3 separate regions of the Mus musculus genome follow, and regions 1 and 2 are each linked to region 3. The links are chromatin contacts, called in public Hi-C and HiChIP or PLAC-seq maps. All regions are on one chromosome and are shown on one strand. Each heading gives the region's core, a stretch centred on a gene start, on an enhancer-like site or on the middle of the called end of the contact. The rest is flanking DNA. Distances are from core to core; before and after follow the strand shown.

Region 1 (3,212 bases), core at 72-2,571, 570 kb after region 3:
TCCTTGACACCAAGAGAACAGATTTGTCGATTACGTTCCCCAAACTCGACTGATCCAAAGGAACACTTTCTGACTTCCAGCCCACACATATTCCATCAGACCACTTTGCAATCTTTAAAAAGATTAGTTTACCCAAGTGTATGGTTGTGTGTGTATGTGTGTGTGGGTGGGGAGAGTATGTGCATGAAGGCCAGAGACATTGGATCCCCTGGAGATGGAGTCCTAGATGGTTGGGAGCCACCTTTTGTGGGTGCTGAAAACTCTGCAATTGCACGAGTGCTCTCAACCCCTGAGCCATCTAGCCTCCAATTTGCATTTTATATAAAGCAGGTAACAATTAGTCCCATGTGTTCCTGTATCAAGCATTCTCTTTTCCTTAGACTCCACAAGATAGTGTTAGTTGGGCATGGTTGCGCTCACCTGTAATCCCAGTGTTTAAGAGGCTGGGAAAGGAGTGACTTCGAGGCAGCCTGGCTTACATAGAAAGTCTGCTGCTTCAGAGGAAAACAGCAACAGCGAAGACACAGAGTAACTCAGCAGACTCCTCCCAGTTCTTAACGTTACGTTTATTCTACAGAATTCTAGAGGACTGCTAGTAATCAGCAGATCTACCAAGACTCCAAGCCAGACCTTTTATTTTTTAGATGTATTAATTTTATTATTTTATGTGTAGAGGTCAGAAGATGGCATCAGATCGCTAGAGCAGGAGTTACAGATGGTTTGTGAGTGCTGGGAATAGAGCTGGGTCTTTTAGAAGAACAGCCAGGGCCCTTAATCTCTGAGTTATCTTTCCTGCCAGAGGGGGTCGCAGGGGTCGCAAAGCTGGGTCTTAAAGGTTTGCACCACCAGGCCACCTTCGAAGTAAATGAGCGGAACCCGGCCAGCAACAAATCCCATAACTTAGTATTTCTTGCTTCTCTTCGTGCCTTTCCCCCCTCATCCATCTCCTTTTTGCTTCTTAGGTATAGTCTTAAAGCCCAATTCCTTTGCATCCGGACATCTAATTGCTTTAAGGACTTAATGGCCAGCCCCGCCTCCCTCCCGCTTCTCAGTGCTGCTGTTAATATTGGACCATTGTTTTATGTCCGCCGACAATTAACTCCTTGACACTCTTTTCTCGCCTTCTCCTGGTTCCTGGGATTAGAAATTTGGCCTCGTAACCTGGCAACTACTGAGCTACCCGCTGAGGGTGGAAAGAGGGGCGTTAGGGTTTTTGCTTTGCGGTTGAGGTACTCTAAACTCTCAACGGAAGCTGGCTGCAAAGCTAAGCGTCCCGCCCCTGTTGCCATAACAACAATAAATAACTCCGGCTACCCCGTTGCGTCTTCCAAAAAAACAGTCTTGGCGTCTCAGCACAAAGATCCTCTCCTTAACTACTTCTAGAGGAGCAGAGTCAGGGTCTGCGCCCACTTCTGAAGGCGAACTGGGTTGGAGGGTTGAAGACTTCGTGTCAGGGAAATGGTGGTGTTAAGCAAAGAGGCCGCATTAGAAGAGGGGTTGGGGTGGAAGGGAACCCAACCCGGAGGTGAGGTGTGGGTAAAGAAGGGGAGGAGGAGTAGGTAGGGGAGATTTTAGGAGGACATGTAGAACTGTATCAAAGGGAATTGAGGAAGGAGGACGCTGGGCTGCTGGGACACTGTTGGAGGCAAGTGACAGCAGGAACAGTCCGGGAGTGTGGGAAAGTGTCCTGAAGGGAGCAGGGGTGGAGTGGGAGGAGGCTCCGAGCAGAGACTGGGAGTCCAAAGACGGTCTCCAGCATGAGGAAAGATGCACAAGTGGGAGTTCAGAGGAGACAGACTGTATAGGGCACCTGTAGCTGGAGGTGAGGGACTGGAGGGTTGGGGGGGTGGGAGCTAAGACCTTCTTTCTCAGGACCAGGACTGAGTCTCATCTGACTCCAGAGCGCAGGGCAGAGAAAGATGTCGGATGAAGATGATGTGGATGACGTTGATGCAGAACAGGATGAAGTGGAAAGTGACAAGGAGATAGAGGAATGGGAAGACTACAGGAAAGAGACAGAAGAAGCCTCTGAGGAAGTGAGAGCCTGCTTCAGGAGGGCTCCCGGGGCTCGGGACTAGAGGGGAGCTGGAGAGGGATGCCTGTATTCCCCACCTCTTACAGTGGCTGCCCACCCCCATCACGGAGGCCATGATGAAGGAAGGGCTCTCATTACTCTGCAAGATTGGCAGTGGACTGGCTCACGCTTATATTAAGCTGGAGGCTAAGGACAGGTGAGGACTGCGAGACGGGAGCATCTCGTGCCTTCCCTCTCTCATTCCTGAGTGTTTGGGCTAGAGCTCATGGGAAGACATGGTGGGCTTCGCTTTTCAGAACGTCCGTCCGGGACTCTTAGGTGACTGGGAGGGTAGCTTAGCAGTGGAGAACTTGCCTAGTATGCACAAGGCTCCAGGTTCATTCCCAGCACCAAAAACAACACACTGAAGCTTCTGTGGAGGAGTCTCTGTTTGGCTCCGAGATGTAGCTTAGTAGTATGAAAGGTCGTCTGCCATGTGCAAGGCACTAGTTTTGATCTCTGCACTGAAAAACAAGAAGAAAACCCCACTTGCCTCCTCTTCCCCTCCGTCTCTGTCATCCCAGTACAAGGCTTCTCTGCATTGCTCTCTGTCCTAGCACCTGTGCCGTTTCTCTCTGGGTTCTTATCCTTTCCGGTGGATCTCTCCCCCCCCCCTCCCACCTCCTAGGGACCTCACAGACATCTCCTTACTGCGCTCCTATATCCATCTTCGCTATGTGGATATTTCTGAGAACCATATTACAGACATATCGCCGCTCAACAGTCTCACTCACCTCCTATGGCTCAAGGCCGATGGCAATCAGCTTCGGAGTGCTAGGATGAATGAACTTCCCTACCTGCAGATCGCCAGCTTTTCCTACAACCAGATCATAGACACTGAAGGCATCTTTCACCCCCGTCTGGGAAGCCTGGATCTCAAAGGTGGGTCCTTAGGAAGAGATACACAGACCTTCCCTTCCTAGTGAGGAGCTGACAGAAGCAGGCAGTATATGTTTGGAGGCTGAGCCACGCAGTCATCTGGATACAGGCATTCATTTGTTAAGACACACGCTGGACTGGCGATACAACTCAGCAGCAAAGACTTGTCTATATACTTATACAGGGCCTAGTCCTGCCCCCCCCCCCAAAAAAAGAGTGAGAGCGAGAACCAGAGCGAGAGAGTGAGAGAGAGAGACAC
Region 2 (3,440 bases), core at 904-3,403, 690 kb after region 3:
AATTGCCAACCCCAACGCCAACGCCAACAAACTGGGTCAGAAGCAAGGTTCAAAGAGTTGCAAGCTCAAAGCTGCGGTGGTACATAAAGCCAGAGATGTGGGATGCTGATAAATTTGGGTGATGTTTGAGTGACACTGTATTGAGCCAGCCACGGAACCTAAGGTCCCTCCACCTCTAAAATCTTAGGATCCCACCAAGGAAGAGCAAAACTTTTATCAGAGCAAAGGAAGATCACCTTGGTATGATATGAAATAACAATGGTTTTAGCCAAGGTTGTTTCAGTATGGATTAAAGTTCCAGTCATCCTGTAGATTGGATCCACACCCTCTGGTGATTATGTGTCCATGTCTCAGCTGACTCCAGGATAACTTCCACATTTCTTTCTCGAATTTAAACTCTTCCCAGCCCAATTGTCTCCAACTTTTTTTTTCTTTTATTTATTCTTCTCAGCCCAATTGTCTCAAACTTTTTCCATTTATTTATTTATTTATTTATTTATTTATTTATTTATTTATTTATTATATGTAAGTACGCTCCAGAAGAGGGTGTCAGATCTCATCACAGATGATTGTGAGCCACCATGTGGTTGCTGGAATTTGAACTCAGGACCTTCAGAAGAGTAGTCAGTGCTCTTACCTGCTGAGCCATCTCTCCAGTCCTCCCCCCCCCCTTTTTAAAAATAGGGTCTCAAACCATTAGCCCAGGCTCAAACTCACAGTTCTCTTGCCTTAGTCCCAGGGCACTGAGCCGCAAAGGCATAAGTCACCACACCCAATTTATCTCAAACTTCCTACAGTTAACCCTCTACTTACGCCTCTCTCAGGTTAAAGTTATGCAGCCTTCCCCAAAAGTTCCAAGGACTTAAAAACCTACTGAATCGAGTCTCTGATCACTGATCTTGACCTAAGAATTCTTACCGGACTTTACAGCGATCCAATGCTAAGCACGGCTGTCTTCATCTCATAAGAGAATTAGATGCGGAGCAGTTAAATGGCTTGCCTGGGGGGTCTTACCGTTTGTGAGTAGCGACAAGAGTGGTTGCTACTCACAAACGGTAAAGAGTGGGACTCCTTTAACTTCAAAGTCCACACTTTTTCCATCATACCACGTTACCTCATGTATTAAAAAACCTCGAAGAGTGCGGTTTTTAAAAGACTATAAAATATATATATAATATATAACACAGCTTGTTGCGACATAAATTCAGGTACATCACATCCTTTGAACCATATGAATAATAGTCCCTTGGAACAAGCATGGAGTTTTTAAGGTTGTTAATAGTGCTGTTTCCCAAGCCCAGTGTAAGAATGTATTCCAGAGTAAATGACAGGTGGGCGGCTAAGGGGGAAAGCAATATGGTACAAGAAAATACTAGAAAGTGGACAGAAAAGAGATGAAAGTACACTATACGTTGGCAATACACAAAATAGACCGAGAAGACATAGTATGAAATAATCGGGCAGAGGAGGCCCGTAGGGCTAAAATATCTTAAGTTCGAGGGCCTATGCCTCTCGTAAGGAGAGCGCATGATGGGAGCTGTTAATAACAAATAAGTAGTACTCATGGCCACAGTCGAACTCTTGAGAGCCACAGACAGACATAGGTCGCAAGGGCACAGTCCGGCATATCGATGACAAGGCGGGAGGTGACTGAGGAGCCAAAGGGCACAGTATGGGCCAAAGAAAATGGGAAGAGGTTCAGAGGGTACGGGCCCCCAGACTTGAGACCAGACTTGTCTTCCCTTCGATAGCTGGCTGGTGTGCTTGATGACCCGCACCCCCAAGCCCTCCTGGGTCCCAGGTTCGGGGCAGACAGACAGGTCCTGTCCCCAGACCCCATTCTGCCCATTTCCTTGGGACTCCACGAGGGGGCAGAGGCAGGCAGGAGGGTCCTTACCCAGGAAGATGGAGAAGATGAGCCGCAGCGCCTGTTCCGACGCGCCCAGAGACGTCGCCAACTTGTTAAGGCTCAGATCCTCGACACCCGGCCACAGCCCCCGCATCTGCTCCAGCGTCTCTCCCATGTCCCCGTCCGCTGTAGACGCCATCTTAACTGCGGGCGCCCCCCGGGGACCCCCAGCTCCGCGCCCCGAATGTGGGCAGAACGCGGTGGCTTCACCCCCAATTCCGGCCGGGGGCCCGCCCACGGCGTGCGCATTGGCTGCGGGCCCGCCCAGAGCCTCTAGACCCACCCGATTATTGGTCGAGCCAGCCGGGGGCGGGGCCGAGCGCAGCAAGGTAGGAAGAGGGCGGGGCCGAGCGTTTGTAAGGCAAAGGTGACTCCCGTGAGGAAGGGAAACGGGCCGGGCCGGCGGGGCGGGGCGGGGCTTGCGATCGCGACCCAGCTGCTATTGGAGCAGGCGGGAGCGCGAGGCGAGGTGACAGTACAACTCGGTCCGGACGGCTCCGGGCAGGAGTGGGTCGGACGGGTGTCCGGCCGGCTTGCTCGCTGCCTTCCCATTGGTTGAGACAGGAGCAGGCGAGAGTCGGGGCGGGGGGGGGGCGGGGGGGGGCGGGGGCGTCACCAGACCGCGAGGTTACTCTCGGTCGCCGGCGCTGGGGTTACTGGGGCATGTAACGGAGCGGAGCGAATGTCTGCTGTCACCCCACGAGCGCCCCCTAACGGTGTCTCCTCGGGGGCGGGGGAGGGGGGGAGAGCGAGGGTCCTGCATTCCCAGCCCTTTCCTGAAGGCTCTGGGGGAGCCCAGGGGCCCAAGAACACCCTTTAATGCTACGTAGCTCTTCCCGATGCAGGTCCTTTTCGGTTGTTCAAGTACTGGGACTCGAACCGGTGCCGCGTGCACGCTCTCCTGCCGGAGCTACAACCCTAGTCCTTATGCAGAGTTCCCTTTCTATAGTAAAACGGACCTTCTCTCCGGAGGCAATGAAATTAGGATCTGCCTATTTATATTAAAAAGAGCCTACTTAACACTTGCCGCTTTAATTAACAGTTAGGCTAGTTTTGTCACGGCTTAAGTAATGTATGTTCCTGATGAAAGTTCAAGCACTAGAGGCATGAAGCAAAATAGGAGCCCTTTCCTCCTATGCAGTGTCACTTCCCACTGATTGACCCCAGGGAAAGTGACAGTGTATGGGGTGTGTAACAAAGGGGTTCACAAGTTCTTGTCCTAAAAAGTTCAGCTATGGCTTACACTTCCATGGCATTTTATACTTTTTTCCAGCCCCCCCCCCCCCTTTTTTTTTTTACTGGGAAATTGAACGTAGGCTTTACGTGTGCTAAGGAAGCATTGGACCACTGAGCTATGTCTCCTGCCTTTTCATATGTCCTTTTATTTATACTTAAAGGCATTTTTTTTTACATTTATTTGTGTATATATTGGGGTATGTTGGAGGAAGGGCTAGTTTTTGCCACAGAACACACATGAAGGCCAGAAGACAACTTTCAGGAGACTGCTCTGTCTTTTGCCATGTGGATTTTG
Region 3 (3,321 bases), core at 428-2,927:
TTCTTACTCCCCTTTGGGATCATTCACCTAATCTGAATTGGACCTAGCAGGGAAGGAAATGAATAAATATTTAACACAAATCCATCTACTCAATCTTAATAACAACTATGAGGTACTGATCATTGTAGACATTTTGGAAATAAAAGAAACAAAAAGCGGGGGAGTCACATCACATGCCTGCGTTCATGAGGGTAAGGGTGCTGGGCTGAGCCCTAAATCCAGGTGATCTACCCCTAAAGAGAAAAGAATTAAGTGGGTGGGGGAGTTGGAGAACAGCCAGAGGGGCAGCCTTGACAAGTCTCCCAGGAGAGACTGGGAGACAGGACAGGACCAGGAGAAGGGAGGTGACACCCAGGCAGGGTTCTAGGACCACTGCTTTAGAATGGTGTGTAGAGAAAGGGAAGGGAATAGACACAAAGGAGCCACCCCCACCCCCCCACCCCACCCCCGCAAGGAGGCTCTGGAGACTGACCAGAAGAGAATGAGGAGTGAAAGGGGAGGGAGAAAAAGGCAGGTCTCAGGGATAACGCTGGGCCAGGGAGAGGCAGGACCCAGAGAACACTGCGCCGATGGTACAGCCCACCCAGACAGCCAGGGAGCCCCCAGGATCTACACAGAATAATTATGGACACACAGAAATCAAGAGAACATGAACACTAGGCCGAGGCCAGAGAAAAGTACATTTTCCAGTGACGAAAACAAGCTGCTACCAACTTCCCCAATTGGAACTGTGGAATTGGAAACCGTGAGACTGACTTTTGGGTCTGTGGGGAGGGAGCAGGAGGATACATGGCCTAGATAAAGAGGTATTAGCTACTTAAGGAGGGTCACGCCAGGAGGGACCTCTTGTCTGGAAGCAGAAATGGAGGCGGCAGAAGGTCAGAGGCTGTCTCAGGGAGAAGTCTGGGACCGGAAGGCTGCCCAGCTTTGTCCAGTTTCGGGTCCACTCCCAAGCACGCTTTCCCAAACTCGTCCCGCCAAAGCGGTTCTCCTAGCACCCAGTCTTCCAACACCCTGCCCCACGCTGTTCAACCTCGGCCAGAGAAAGAAGGCTTCTCCGTCTAACTCCACTGGCCGAGCAGCTGGCCTGACCACAGCCCAACACGGGCCAGGACCTTGACTGTCAGGGGCCCAGGCTTGCCAGCTTGGCTTGCCAGATTCTCTCCCTCTCAGATTTCTCCCTTCCACATCTCAGGGCAGCCCCAGGTGAGGCACAGCAAACCTGGCGTCAAACTAAAGCACAGAAGCCCCTGCCCCCATCTCTACCCCTAGTACAAGCCCACTCCTGCCCGGCGCCTCGCTAGCAACCCACCCTCCCCTCCAGTCTCCCATCTCACCAGTGACAGCAGCAGGCCAGGCACGGTGGGGAGACCCATGTCCGGCCGGCAGTGGCCTCTCACTCCCCCATTGGGGCTGGGGACAGGGCAGCAATTGACAACGCTCGTGAATGAAGTAAGATGATCGGACCAGGTGGCCCGGGCGATGGCAGCCTGGGCCTCGAGTTCGAGAAGCTGAAAGTCAGAGGCAGATAGAGATCAGGGTACGGTCCTCCAGGACCTCGCACCCAGTAGGCCCGATCATGAGCCAGAGTTCGGAAAACTCGGAGAAAATTTAAGCTGAGGGGAGAGAGAAGGTAGGAGGGGAAGGGAGAGTGGCGGGGGTGGTGTTGCAAGAGCGGGACCGGAAGAGCCTGGGGAGAGGCGAGGGAGGAGGAGGGAGGGAACTAGGAGGAGTGAGGAGAGGGCCAAGGTTCTTTAACGCTTTGTAGCCCGGGTCCCGTAGCTTGGCGCCCCAAACCCACTTAACACCACTTAAGAGCTTGAGAGTCCACAGAATTCCAGTTCGGACTCCTTTGCTTTTGAAGTGGGTGAGCTTAGACCGGTGGACTAACCCCTCTAAGCCTGTTGTCAATTTCACGGAAGGAAGCCAGCCCACCTATCTCACGGGACGGCAGGCGGGAGTTATTAGGGGGAGGGCAATATCTGATGCTCGCCCGCCGAGAACTCCTTTGCTTCGCGCTCTCCCTCCCTCTGAGTTCCCTCTAATCGCACTTTCTTGGACGTTTACCCAGTCAGCCCAAACCGGGAGGGAAATCAAATGTTCTTTTCTACCCTGCCTGGGTCCTGACCCAAGGTCACTCCCACTGACTCTCATCTGTGTCTTCCAGACAAGTCCCTCAGCTGCCCACCATGGCTCGGTCACCAACGGTGGGGCACGGGTGAGGGGGTGTCAGGCAGCACCCTCTCCTAAGCCTTGGTTGTCTCCCCAGTTGTTAATTTGGAGTGAAAAGTGCCTGCCCTGACATAGCAAAGAGAAGCCATGAGAATTCAGGCTTCTGTAAAGGGCTCCCAGGGCCCCCTTTCCAACCTGTGTGAAATAGGGTTTCATTTAGCCCAAGCCGGCTGGCCTCAAACTCACTGTCTAGCTGAGGCTGGCCTTGTACTTCTCATCCTCCCACCTCCTACCTGCTGAGACTACAGGTGTGCACCACCACACCCAGCTCTAGATATCCTGATGCATCCGTTGGGACTGACCTCAAAGATAGTTATACCACAGTCTGTAGCTTTAGGGGTGAGGAAAAAGCCACGGGACTCTGCACACTGGGAGGCTGATCTCGGAGAATCAGGATGCCAGCCGAGCTCCTACTGCAAGGCCCACAGTTCTCTCTGTCCTTTTGAGTAAGACCTTACCTTCTGATAGCATCCCTTACTAGGGATGGCTGCCTCCTGCCATCCCCATTTGGGCAGGTCTTCAGTGCAATGGAACCCTGTAACACCCGGACACTATTCACTCGAGTGCCCTTGAGACTCAATGACCTTCTTTATGCATGCCAGTTCAACCAACCTGCGGTCCTTTAAAAGCAGCTGAGACTTTGAGACTTGGAGGGAAAACCCAGGAATAGGGGCATAGGGCTTGGGGACTTGGAACCAGAGCTCCTGGCCCTTCTCCCTGTGAGCTACCCTGACTTCCAACCTCCAGTATCCTAACCCTGCTGTCTCCTCTCCTCTGTGACCCTGAAGGCAGAGCGGAAGACCAGCTGGAGGTGTCCCTGCTGCTGGAAGCTCACCCCCCTCTATCAGACTGGCCAGTTTTCAATGGGAGCAAGCCAGGAAAAAGAAATGGTGTGTGTGGGTATGTGGTCGGGGGTGGAGGTGGGGCTTCCCCAGCATAGATGAGGCCTTAAGTTTATCCCCAGCACACACACACACACACACACACACACACATACACACACACACACACAAATAGACACAAAACACACTAGCACATTTCTCAAGGCTAGTTTGGTGGTAAGATTCATATTAATATTAGAAGTGTTTG

What was found. Hi-C and Micro-C count contacts between places; a contact is called where the count stands out from the background. HiChIP or PLAC-seq counts read pairs in DNA pulled down with a chosen protein or histone mark.
Region 1: a contact with region 3 is called in a Hi-C map of CD8 T cells, with 5 times the contacts expected there. The contact joins the promoter of Lrrc23 here to the promoter of Tnfrsf1a in region 3. A contact is called at or near these places in 1 of 484 Hi-C or Micro-C datasets (CD8 T cells) and 1 of 115 datasets of contacts at active chromatin or transcription factors (pancreatic cancer cells).
Region 2: an H3K27ac HiChIP or PLAC-seq map of microglia shows a contact between it and region 3, with 4 times the contacts expected there. The contact joins the promoter of Lpcat3 here to the promoter of Tnfrsf1a in region 3. A contact is called at or near these places in 1 of 484 Hi-C or Micro-C datasets (CD4 T cells), 2 of 115 datasets of contacts at active chromatin or transcription factors (microglia and pancreatic cancer cells) and 1 of 9 other capture datasets (liver).

The regions. Positions count from the first base shown.
Region 1 is chr6:124,777,836-124,781,047 of GRCm38.p6, reverse strand. Lrrc23 (leucine rich repeat containing 23) reads left to right here and starts at 1,321. Exons shown (of 8, transcript NM_001302555.1): 1 at 1,321-1,398; 2 at 1,902-2,036; 3 at 2,122-2,231; 4 at 2,703-2,956. The coding sequence starts at 1,920.
Region 2 is chr6:124,661,817-124,665,256 of GRCm38.p6, reverse strand. Lpcat3 (lysophosphatidylcholine acyltransferase 3) reads right to left here and starts at 2,153. Exons shown (of 13, transcript NM_145130.2): 1 at 1,898-2,153. The coding sequence starts at 2,048.
Region 3 is chr6:125,348,079-125,351,399 of GRCm38.p6, reverse strand. Tnfrsf1a (tumor necrosis factor receptor superfamily, member 1a) reads right to left here and starts at 1,677. Exons shown (of 10, transcript NM_011609.4): 1 at 1,338-1,677. The coding sequence starts at 1,376.